Linked DNA regions of Rattus norvegicus: region 2 is linked to region 1. The links are chromatin contacts, called in public Hi-C maps. All regions are on one chromosome and are shown on one strand. Each heading gives the region's core, a stretch centred on a gene start, on an enhancer-like site or on the middle of the called end of the contact. The rest is flanking DNA. Distances are from core to core; before and after follow the strand shown. Region 1 overlaps Ttc28 (tetratricopeptide repeat domain 28). Region 2 overlaps Ttc28 (tetratricopeptide repeat domain 28).

Region 1 (5,606 bases), core at 149-2,648:
GCTTACCTGCGGTGTGCCTTAACGTTCTGAATGGTTGCCAAGTGATAGATTCCCTGCGGGGACAGGAAAAGCAGTGCTTTCCAGCCCTGCTGTAACTGACAAGGAGGCCTGTGCCCTCAAAGTGGCCCAGCTTTCTGATATTCATAAGGGATTTTGGTGAAATGGCCACTCTGACCTTTGTGACCATACACACTGACCTGTCCGCCACTGGTCATTTTGTCCATTTGTCTATCTACCCTCTACCCCCATTCTTAGGGGTCTTTCTTCTGGGAGACCAAGCTCAGTGGGCTGGGAGACAGGAGACTCTGCTATTGTCTGTTCCTTGGGAGGCCACTTGCAAAACAGAGCTTCTTTACTGATAGCTGTGACACCTCCCAACACAATGAACCCAGAGGCCAGTGACCCCCACACACCCACAACCTAGTACCAGGCATGGGCAGACGTTCAGGTGTATGTACAACATTCCAGCATCCTCCAGAAGGCCTGCTGTGTTGTGGGGACTCTAGAATGACAGTGTTTGAATGAATGCCGGTGTGCCCCAGTGATGGCTGTTCTGTGGATGGTTAAGAGAGGTAGACAGAGGGAGGCATGGAAGTCCTACACTGCTTTTCTTCTTTGCCTTTTCTTTGTTCTCTTTTTACGACTCCAGTAACAGGAGTTTTATTACAGCAGTTTGTGTTCTCAGCTCTTTTGCTGAGGCTCTGCATAATTTATGATCTAGATTCCAAAATGTTAGTGAATTGCTCCACCAGAAATAATGGAATGTGACAGCAGTGGATTCCACATTCTTGGCCCAAATATTTGTGTCTGTGGTTTGCAAGTCATTTCATAGCATGACTGCTGCACTGCTCAAGCTGTTACCAGGATGGGTTCTGACAAAGGAAGAGAATTTGGGTGACCATAAAAGCACAGAATGGGTGGGTCAACAGCACTGTGCTTATGTGCATGGTGGGGGGAGGGGAGGGATGGACGGGGTTGGGGGGAGGGAGGGAGTAAGGGAGGGAGGGAGGGAGGGAGGGAGAGAGAGAGAGAGAATCCTGCCCTGTCCTCCAGCAGGTGCACCCCACCCCTGAAACCAGGCAGAATAGCTGTATTAGATTTGTGATTTCAGCCCCAGCCTGTGCTGATTAACACCCACTGGGCACTTTCCTATCTGAATAAAGCAGTCATCTGCCCTCTCAGTGCACCGCAAGAGGCACCCCAGGGAAAGTGTCCAGTGGGCGGTGATTGTGAAGCCTCAGGGAACCTCCTGTGCACCGAAGGCACCGTGCTGACCCATCTTTATTAGGACATCACCCAGCAATGTCAGAAAGATCTGGAGGCAGAATCTACTACTATCAATGCAAATCACTTAAATGACAAAAAGATGTCACAGCACAGAAAAGACTGTTCCCTGTGTGGATGTGGCTTCGTTGGTGAGTCACGAGGGCTTAGTGGCCGCAGAACTGAATGTCTGAGGCACTGGGGGAGTTTGTCTTGGTATTGAATTGTCCTTCCTATGGCAAAAATGAGGCAAAATCATCTGACCAGATTCCTAGACTTCCCCCTGAGGCTGTAGTTGACAGGAAACAACAGCCGTAGGCGTGCAGAGGATCACAGATACAGCTGCAGAGTCCTGTTCTAGCAGACAGCTGCTTTTTTTTTTTTCCCCTCTTACCAGAACCACCAACAAATCACCCTGTGACCAGTTCACTCATGGGTGCCCGGCCACAGGGATCATGGAAAGGATTACAAAGTGGACGCCTTGCAGCTGGCTTTGCAGTGGCTCCGCTGCCAGGGGCATTTCATGAGACACAAACAATTCCTGCCTGCCCCTTCACTCATTGACTTTGTATCAACTGTGTCTGAGATGTAATGAGAAAAGGGTGAAGAAAGCAACATTCTTGCTCGTGTTTTAAAACAAGCACAAGACCTGAAGGAGCACAAGGTTGAACAGAGCAGCACTTGACAGAAGCGAGAGAGCGAGTGCGGGGCGTGGTCAAGAAAGCCCTCTTTTATAGGGATGGAGTAAGGTCCAGAAAGCTGGTCTTGAATTGTTGGAACTATTGTTCTAATATGTCCCTATGAAAGACACACAATCCAGGTACTTTATTTATAAGCCAGATGCCTAGATTGGGAGATCTAGGGCTATTCTAGCTTATTACCTGGTCATTAAGCCCCTTGTTACTTGCTATTTCTCCCTGACATGGGGTTCTGAACCATGGCCGATTCCTCCTCCCTCCCCTCACCTGGAACCTCCTCTCAAACCTCCAGTCCAGTCTTACTTTCTCCACAGCCCAATAACAGGTTCTAGCCTTTTATTGACCAGTTAAATTGGGGAGAAGGTTCCCGTGGCCTCACTTGGGCACATGAGCATCTGCTGGTAGCGGGCAGTCTCACATCGAGGAACCAGTTTTAACTACAGGATGTAAGCAGCAACAGACGCACTCCAGTCTTGGGATCGAATGCCGACATTGCTCTTTACTCCTTGGCAACCAATAGAACCACAGTCTGGAAACTTAATGTCAACAATGTGTCAGGCTATTTAGTGACAGGACACCTCCTCCTCCTCTTCCTCCTCTTCCGCATTTAAAAAAAATTAATTCCAGCCTTAGATTTCTGGGCCATGCTAATGAACCCATAATTGAAAAATAATTCCGGTAACTGTTTCTCCAAGTTAAAAAAAAAAAAAACAACAAAAAGCAAAAAACAAACAAACAAAAAAAAAAAACCCAAGTCTTAGGAATCTGACCTGAAAAAAATGCATATTTCTGACCTATAGGTTTGTTTACATGAATAAGTAAAAGGGCTATAAAGCCCTGCCTATTTAGTTATGTATTTAATTAACCTGCCTTTATTAAGAAGATTACAGCCATCTCTAGAGCATCTGGGCCGTGGATAGTGTGGCTGTGCTGTGTGTGTAGAGCCTGTGAAATGATTCGGGGGAACCCAGAAGGCAGGGCTGATAGACAGGACTGAGCCTTGGCGCTCTTAGTGGGATGCTGTGTGGCACTCGGGTTGACCTAAGTCCTCTGAGGGAGTGACAGCCTGAAAGCAGATGTCCCTGGGGGCTGCGATCTGGTGGGTTGATGTGAACAGCCTCAGTTCACAGCAACATTAAACGCTTCTTTAGACAGGGCCACATGCAGCCATTTCAGATCAGAGGTCTGCCATTCTCCCCCACCCCCGCTGGATCTGCTTTAAGAACCCCACCCCCTCGAGACCACCTCATGCTGGTGGGACCTTGCAGCTCCCAGCTTCATCTTGACCCCGCAGCTACCCTACACCTGATGGATAGGGAGGTTACACGCTGCTTAGGGTGCCCCAAGTAACTGGAGCCACACTCAGGTCTCCCCAGGAACAAGAGCCTTTCCTTAGCTACCACCTTCCCAAACTGTTCCCAGGGCATGGCTGGCATGTTGTGTGTGGGTCTCTCTACACAGATCATCCGGGTGGATATAGTTGGCTGTGTGATTCTAGCCTCTGTGAGTGAAACCAGCGATGAGATGGGTAAGCTCGGGGACAGAAAGCCAAAAAGTTGGGAGGAGAAAGGGACCTTCCTGGGGATATGGGAGGATCACACATTTTAGAGCTTGCAGGACTGCAGAGACTGGAGACCCCACCGACCAGGGACCTCAGCTCAGAGACAGGAATTTGAACTGCAGAAGCTGGCTCACAGCTGGGTCAGGAGGGGCTTCAGGCCGGCAGGCTGCCTCTCCTCCCTCCTGCAGAGGGAGCCACCTAACTCCACTAAGCTTTCATTCAGAGCCCCAGATTCTGACAGCCAACCTCACCCACTCTGCTCACTCAAGAACAGATTGTGGTGGGGGCATCCTGTCTTTGTCCCACGGTCTGTCTGTCCTCCCAGGTCTCCCTGAGCTGTGAATAGTCCTCAGAAGCGGAGCTCAGTAGGCACTAGGAGAAGCTGCTTGCCACCCACAGGCAGGCTTTGTTTTCTGTCACCTCACACTCCACCCCATGCTGTTTGCACTTCCTTCCATGTTCCCCGCCTTGCACACCTTTCCTGCTCCAGGTCAGCACGTGAGTTGCTTGGAGGCACATTTCCAGCTGGTTTAGCTCATCCCTGCCCCCAGCACCAGCCCCTTGGGGCCTGCGCATCCCTCGGGACAAGGGGCAGTTCACAGAAGGCGGGGCGGCATCTTGATGCTCTCGGTCTTTAATCCCCTCATATCTCCCATCCCTTCCCAAAGCCAGGGGAAAGGAAGGGGCGCACAGAAGGATGCAGAGTCTCATGCTTCCACACTTCCGCGTCTGTGTATGGGAACCAACGGTCATCGCTATCTCCCGTTTATTTGAACAACCCTTTATTCTTTGCTCATACCTTTGAGTTCAGTTCAACAATATTGATTTCCCCCTAATGGAATACAAGCCCCATCAGATCTTTAATGCACACCGAGCTGTGTGCAGTTTGGAGACGCAATGCCGCCTAGTGGCAGACGCTCAGGATGCGGCGGCTGCGGCCGGCACACAGGGCCTCCCCACGTTCCGGCTGGGGCTTATCTGCAGTCAAAATTTTTGGTCTCAGCAATGAGCAGGGTTTTCCCAAACTGTTTAAAGCCAAGGTGTCACTGGCCTCAGGTTGCCATCAACTCTTTTCAAGGAGGCACAGGCTTTGGCAGCGCAGGCATTTCGATGGAGACGCAAAGCTAGGGACACGGGACAATCAGGCCCTTCTTGTACGCTCTCACTTCTTAGCTCCTCGACTCCCCTTGGACATGAACTTGTAAACGTCTGTTTGGCTTCGTTGCTTAATTTATGGCAGTGAGGGATCCACTGGAACATTTGACAGGCTTTGGAGTCTTCCCCCTAGAGTGTAGCAGCCCACCCACCCCCTTTGCATTATTAAACATTTATAAAATCGAGTTCTAACAACTCTGACAGTATCTTGAGATCATGATGATTTTTGTGCGAGACGTTTGTTTGCTTGTGACGGTCTGGCCCATGCTACAATCTATTCCAGGGACTGCATTAAGCTCACCAGAAAGCACTGGGGGAGAGCTGCAGTTCTAAAATACACTCTCAGGGCCGGAGCAGCAGCTCAACAGTTAAGAACGTTTACTACCCTCGTAAAGACCTGAGTCACTGCATGCGCTCACGTGTGCATGGGCACGCGTGTGTGGTGAGAGAACAACTTGCATTGCTTCTCTTCCTCTGCTATGTGGATCCTAGGGCTGGAACTCGGGTCTCCGGGCTTGGCAGCAGCCACTCTACACACTGAGCCATCTCGCCAGCCTGAGAAACTTTATCATCTTGTGAGTGGGTGTAATGGTGACATGTGACTGCCACACAGAGCAGGAGCTCATTCACACCCACACCCAGAAATAGCCGACTCCCTTTCCTAGAAAGATAAAGTCCAAAGAAAAGCTGCTCTAGTGGAAGAGGCAGGAAACGGGTGATGGACAGGGAGTCCTTAGGGCACCTCAGTCCCCGTAGAGCTACACAAACCCTGAGAACCTAAGGAGCATTCCTACCTCACCCATTGTTCTGAACGTGGAGGGAAAGGAGGAATATGTTGAATCCAGGGCAAGCAACAAGATATCAGAATGCGTGGGGCCCGGCTGGAGCAGTAATGACGGTGATTGTGATCCTAGGAGAGGAAAAATCTC
Region 2 (5,670 bases), core at 2,372-4,871, 230 kb before region 1:
TTTAGACGGAGTTTTCATGTATGCATTCCACTAGCCACTCCTGTCTGAAAATGCGTGTTAGATAGAAAGTCAAAAGAAATGTCCCTTTACCCCTAGGGCCACCACCAGCCACTCATATCTCTAGGAGGAGCCAGGACTCTAGGTCTTTCTTTGCTGTCGACTTGGGATGTGGCCTTGGATGTGGATGTGGCCAGGTCATGGAATGACTCTGGGCTTTAGACTTGTTATCTGTCAGAGTCATAACAAGCCTTTTAACTCCGCACGTAGTTTTAAAAAGTTACAAAACCCTAATAAAATCAGTTATTTCCTATGTATTAGGTAGAGTAAAACTAATATTCTAATATTAATTTGGGCTGGGCATGATACATGCCTGTAATTCCAACAATTTGTTAGGCTCAGTTAGGATGATATCCTGAGCACAGGCATTAAAGGTCAGCCTGGAACCCCATCATTCTCTCTCTCTGTCTCTGTGTCTGTCTGCCTGCCTCTCTCTCTCTCTCTCTCTCTCTCTCTCTCTCTCTCTCTCTCTCTCTCACACACACACACACACACACACACACACACATACACACACACACAGAGAGACAGACATAGAGACAGACACACACAGAGAGACATAGAGACATAGAGACAGAGAGAGAGAGAGAGAGAGAGAGAGAGAGAGAGAGATATTCTGCTTCAGCTGTGTCCTTTCTTACTGTTAATTTTTTCAGTGATTTGTCTTCTATACAGTACACTCTGATTTTGGTTCCAAGAACAAACTGCCTTGTCTTCCGTAGGAAGTAGAATGGAGTCTCACTCATTCACCATCCTTTTCTATTCTCCATTCATTCTTGTTTTGTTTTGATTTTGATGGGTGTCTCCTGTTGGAACCCAACTGGCCTGGAACTCACAGGCATCAGCAAGAAGAATTCAAACGTGTTGTCTAGGAAGGAGTTACAAGAGCTCATAGATTAGATGTGGGGAACATTGTGGCAGGAGTCTGTGATCTTGGGAACATAGTGATGTCATGGACAGAAGCTAGGGCTGTTGGGAAGAGAGCTGACTCTAGGAAAGTCAGTAGGGAATTTTTAGTTCCAGTGGAATACGGATACAGAGTTGCCAGAACAAGTTACGTATTTCACAGTGCACTGAGAATGCTGGCTTTCTCTGTAGCTGAAGTCATGACTTGGAGCAGCCTCTTCCTCATATTTGGAGCACCCAGAAAGGGGTTGACAGGAGGTACAGTGATGACGAGGGGTATGCAGAGGACAGAGAGATCCCTGAGTGAGTGAATGTGTGCTTTGACATGGGCACAGCCTTGTCAAAGGGCACACGGTCTCAGGGTCAGAGAGTTGGCAAAGCCTTCTCAGGGAGACTTGAGTTCAAGTGTTGATGGTGTGTACAGAAAAGCTTTCCACAAAAGCTTTCTCCTCTGGCTAGTTAAGGCTTGAAGACTGCTCCCTGCAAAGACTGCTCCAACAACATTGCTAGCTGTGTCTCCTTGGTCCCGTGCACACCATAGATCCTGCCTCCTTGCTCCTCTATAGTAACCTCCCCTCCTTGTTCATCTGAATGCAGTAACCTCACCTCTGTTCAACTCCAGATACTAAACATGCTGAACTTCCAGGGTGCTGAGGTTTCTCCATTAGAGATTCCAGACCATCTGATCCCAGGTGTCCGTCTATCTGTCTTTTCTTCATTCCCTCACCACCCCATGTACAAGGACAGGGCAGGGCTATGAGGCATGTAGCTGTGGGGTTCAGTGTGTCATGACCCAGGCTCGGGAGTCAGGTCCTGTAGGTCTGACTTCCAGTCCTCAAGCTCTGTGTGTGTTTCAGTTGAGCAGCTAACCTCGTGTGAAAGGTGGAGTGAGAGAGATCTGTGTGGCCACTGATGTCGACTCTCAATTGTTTTGTGTGTTTCAGTGAGTGACACCCGTGCCTGCATCAGATTTCCTGCATAAGCTAGTTCTGATAGTGCATAGGAATGTTGGATGCAGTTAATAGTGTGTGCACCTCTAGTGCCAGTTATATCAGCATCTCCCGAAATAGCCTTAGGGTGGAATGGCAGGTGATAGGTATGTTGGATAATAAATGATAATAGTATTATATAGTATTTTGTACTCATAGATCAATCATCTATAAGATGGAATTATTACACAAAGAGGAATAAAACAGTCCATCTATATCTGTTTATCATCTCATCTATTTATCTATCTATCTATCTATCTATCATCTATCTGCCATCTATCTATCTATCTATCTATCTATCTATCTATCTATCTATCCATCCATCCATCCATCCATCCATCCGTCCATCTATTTGGCTTTTCAAGATAGGTTTTTTTGAGACAGGGTTTCTCTATGTAGCCCTGGCTATCCTGGAACTCACTCTGTAGCCCTGGCTGGCCTTAAACTCTGACATCCTTCTGCTTCTGCCTCCCTCGTGCTGGGGATTAAAGGCGTGTGCCACTAATGCCAGGCTGCAGTATTTTATAGTAGTACAATTAATGCTACTCAGTCTGTCAGCAGGCTGAAGTGGAAGGATGGATGGATTGACATCACAAGTTACCTATATAGTGAGACTCTGTTAATCTTTAAAAGCAATTTAATTTAGAGAAGGAATAAAATCTATATTTAAGTTTATTTGTGGTAAAGTTTCTGATTAATTTTTCTTGTTCGAGATCTCAAATCTTTTCTTTAAATCAGAATTTTTATAGCTTTTTAAAAAATCATTTATTATTTATTTTATTTACGTTTTAAGTGCATTTGCTTGTATGAGTTTAGGTGCACAGTCATATGCAGGAGTCAGTGGAGGTCAGATCCCCAGGAAGTGGCGTGGCCTCTGGGAACAGGTCCTCTGTACAGTTAGCCCCGCCGCCATCTCTCCAGCCCCTCTGTGCAAGTTTGATTTGGACTCTTGCCCCTTTTATTTCTCCGTGTAGCTCACCCAAATATAAGAATTCTTGAGAGGTTTCCGAGCCGGCCTGTGGACGCCTATGGAACTGTAGCTTCACTTTTTTGCTGTGTGGTAGATGTCGTGGCACTAAGACCCAGAAACTCTGTGCTCTGTGTGGCTGGAACTGGGCTGGCTGTGCTCACACCGAAGGGAAGGAAGTCATTAGTGCAGACTGAGCCGTGGAGTTAGGGTCTTGCAGGATTTCCTTCCAGCCTTTCCCCACGTAGGTTCTAAACACACAAACCAAGTTTTCCTACTGACTGTGTTCAGGGAAGGTGGACATTTCGGATGGGCAGATCCGATCCCAAGTTGTCTAAGAAGCAGAAAACTGCGCAAAGAAGCTCTGATTACAGATCTTTGGAATTTTCTTTGCTAAATTTTTACAAACGAGAAATACACCCAGAATTTTGGGAATTGCTCCAGGCTGCGTGTGAGGGTTTGATTGCTTGTCTAATCTTTTTCTTTTTTTGAGAAGAGGAGAATTCGCCAAGAGGGGCTTGGATGGCAGGAGCCCGGCCAGGTTTCTGTGGTAGCTTCTGCTGTTGGTCTCTGCTCTGAGGGGTCTGCGGCCCATCGGAGAGCTCCTTCCTGGAGCCTTTTCGCAGGCGCGGGTCAGGGAACATGCCCCGTTCCGGCCCGGGCGCGCCGTTGGCCGCCGGGACGTCCTAGCCCCGAGGGAGAGTGAGTGTGGTGGCCGCGGTACTTCGCGCTGAACCGAAGACGAAGACTGTCCGTCCTATCCTATCCGGGAAAGAACGAGGGGGTTCAAGGAGGCAGCATGACTTGCAGTCGCCGCCGCCCTGCGTCTGCCCCCAGTCCCCAGCCCACCTCTTGATGCGTCCCGGGTCGGCTGTACAAATATGATGAAATGGCAGCCCCGGAAGAAGGTGAGTGCGCCGACGGCAGCGGTGGGGCTGGCGGGGAGGGGGCCCCGTGGGACCCCGAGGCCATCTGGGTCCGTGCGCCCACCGCCCGCCAAGTTCTCGCCTCCGGGGGCGCGAGGCCCGGCGGGGTGACAGCTGAGCCTCAGCCCCGCGTGCTGGCCCGGAGCAGCGGCTCGCCCGCCCCGCTAGGCCCGCAGGTGGGCGTCGGAGCGCCCCCTGCCCCTCGGGGACCGGCGTCCGGGCCGCTGGCAGCCGCTTCCCCTGGGCCCCGCTGGGGGGCGGGCAGCCCCGGAGCGAGCGCGGAGCAGCTCCCCGCGACCGCCCGGCCTCTGGCGCCAGGGCTGCGGCGGGGCGGCTGCGGGGACCCGCGGCCGCGTGGGCGAGTGCGGGCGCGCCGGCCATTGTGCGCCGCGTGGTGTGTGCATCGATCGTGGGCAAGGGGGAGGGGGTACTTTGCTTTTTGCAAGATTATTTCCTAATATGGCTCCTTTGTTGAGAACCGGAGGAAAAAACATCTAGTGGTTCTATCAAAATAAATTGCTATTGGTCCCCGAAATAACGTTTCTAAATGTGGGACCGGTCCCTTCCTTGGGACACAGAGGGAGAAAGACAGCTTTCTTCAAGTTCTTGGCAGCTGTGTGTTTGGCCAGGGTTCCCCTTTGCAAACTTGCCTGACTGCCACTCTTAGGTTAACACAGCGGTTTACAGCATAGCGGGACTTTCCCTTCAATACCTCATTTGGCCATGGTTTTTATTGACATTCTTCCGAAGGAAAACACAGCGAACTGAATGTGCCGTGCCCCTCCCCAGCCGTGACCTGTCTCTGCTAGCAGCTGTCTGGTGTTTCACTCAAGTAGCTAAACTGGTTCTTTCTTTGTGCCATGATGTGTGATGTCGAGTTTGACATCAGAGCTGAAATAGAAATCATGTGTGAAGTACTGAGACGACACGGCGCTGGTTTGACTGCCAGGGAGCCGAGCAGACCGGGCTTCATTATGGCCCCACGAATGCAAAGGTTTTCTTTGGTATCCAATTGATTCGATTTTATCCAGTGGCAGTTGTTTCTACCTCAGCCCAAAGGCAAAATCACTCACATATTTGTTAGGTTCTTATCAAAGGGCTCCGTTCAACTAGATTGGTATAAGAGGTTTGTGAACTCCCCACCCCCACCCCCATGAGAACACACGAAAACCCCATATAATCAAACATCTTAAACAGATGCTGCATAGTCCTAGAATCTTCTACGTTTGTGTAATCTCCGTGAGTAGTTTAGAGATCTCTACAAACTGTACATCACAAATGCCTGCTTTTCCTATTTTACCCAACATGTAGTAACTCATATGGTTATGTCACTGAAAACCCCTCTGGGTACCGGTATTGCCTGAACCAAGGAAGTATTATTCTTGGCAGCTAGGTGGATTTCTGGACTCTGGAAGATTCTGTTTCAAGTGTTAGGATTCACTGCGGTATTTACTCACTGCGATGCTTAGATGGCTATACCAGAGACTCTGTTTATTTTCTGTATTCAGTCACAAGGCATCATGGTGTAAGGATTCAGATATCAATCTGGAGAGCTCATAGAAGCCGAGCTGTCCGAGTCTGTGTCGTTATTCGTTGGTGCTTGAGAGCAATTCTTGTACACTGAAAGTGAAAGCTACCTTGGGAAAGATGCTATTCAACTCCAGTAGGCACCACCAACCCTTTAGCAGACTCTGAATTTTCTCAGTCCTGCCAGAATACTCAAGTGATCATACCATTGCCATGGTTTCTGCCTGCCTCTGTTAACACATTTGTAGTGGTACAGCTACATGTCAGGTGTTTTACCAAATTGATCCATAAAGAATAT

The links. Hi-C and Micro-C count contacts between places; a contact is called where the count stands out from the background.
Region 2: a contact with region 1 is called in a Hi-C map of Schwann cells, with 4 times the contacts expected there. The contact joins two enhancer-like sites. A contact is called at or near these places in 8 of 12 Hi-C or Micro-C datasets (the A7r5 cell line, the Rat2 cell line, Schwann cells and 5 more).

Annotation. Positions count from the first base shown.
Region 1 is chr12:51,087,838-51,093,443 of GRCr8, reverse strand. The region is part of intron 5 of Ttc28 (tetratricopeptide repeat domain 28); the gene reads left to right. Among named protein-coding and RNA genes, the nearest start is that of Pitpnb, 130 kb to the right of the region's middle. Within about 2 kb of position 1,398, at least 12 of the 93 cell types and tissues checked have an H3K27ac peak or open chromatin away from gene starts, as enhancers often do. A contact at or near this core is called in the A7r5 cell line and Schwann cells, where this site is marked.
Region 2 is chr12:51,315,847-51,321,516 of GRCr8, reverse strand. The region is part of intron 1 of Ttc28 (tetratricopeptide repeat domain 28); the gene reads left to right. Among named protein-coding and RNA genes, the nearest start is that of Ttc28, 120 kb to the left of the region's middle. Within about 2 kb of position 3,621, at least 64 of the 93 cell types and tissues checked have an H3K27ac peak or open chromatin away from gene starts, as enhancers often do. A contact at or near this core is called in the A7r5 cell line and Schwann cells, where this site is marked.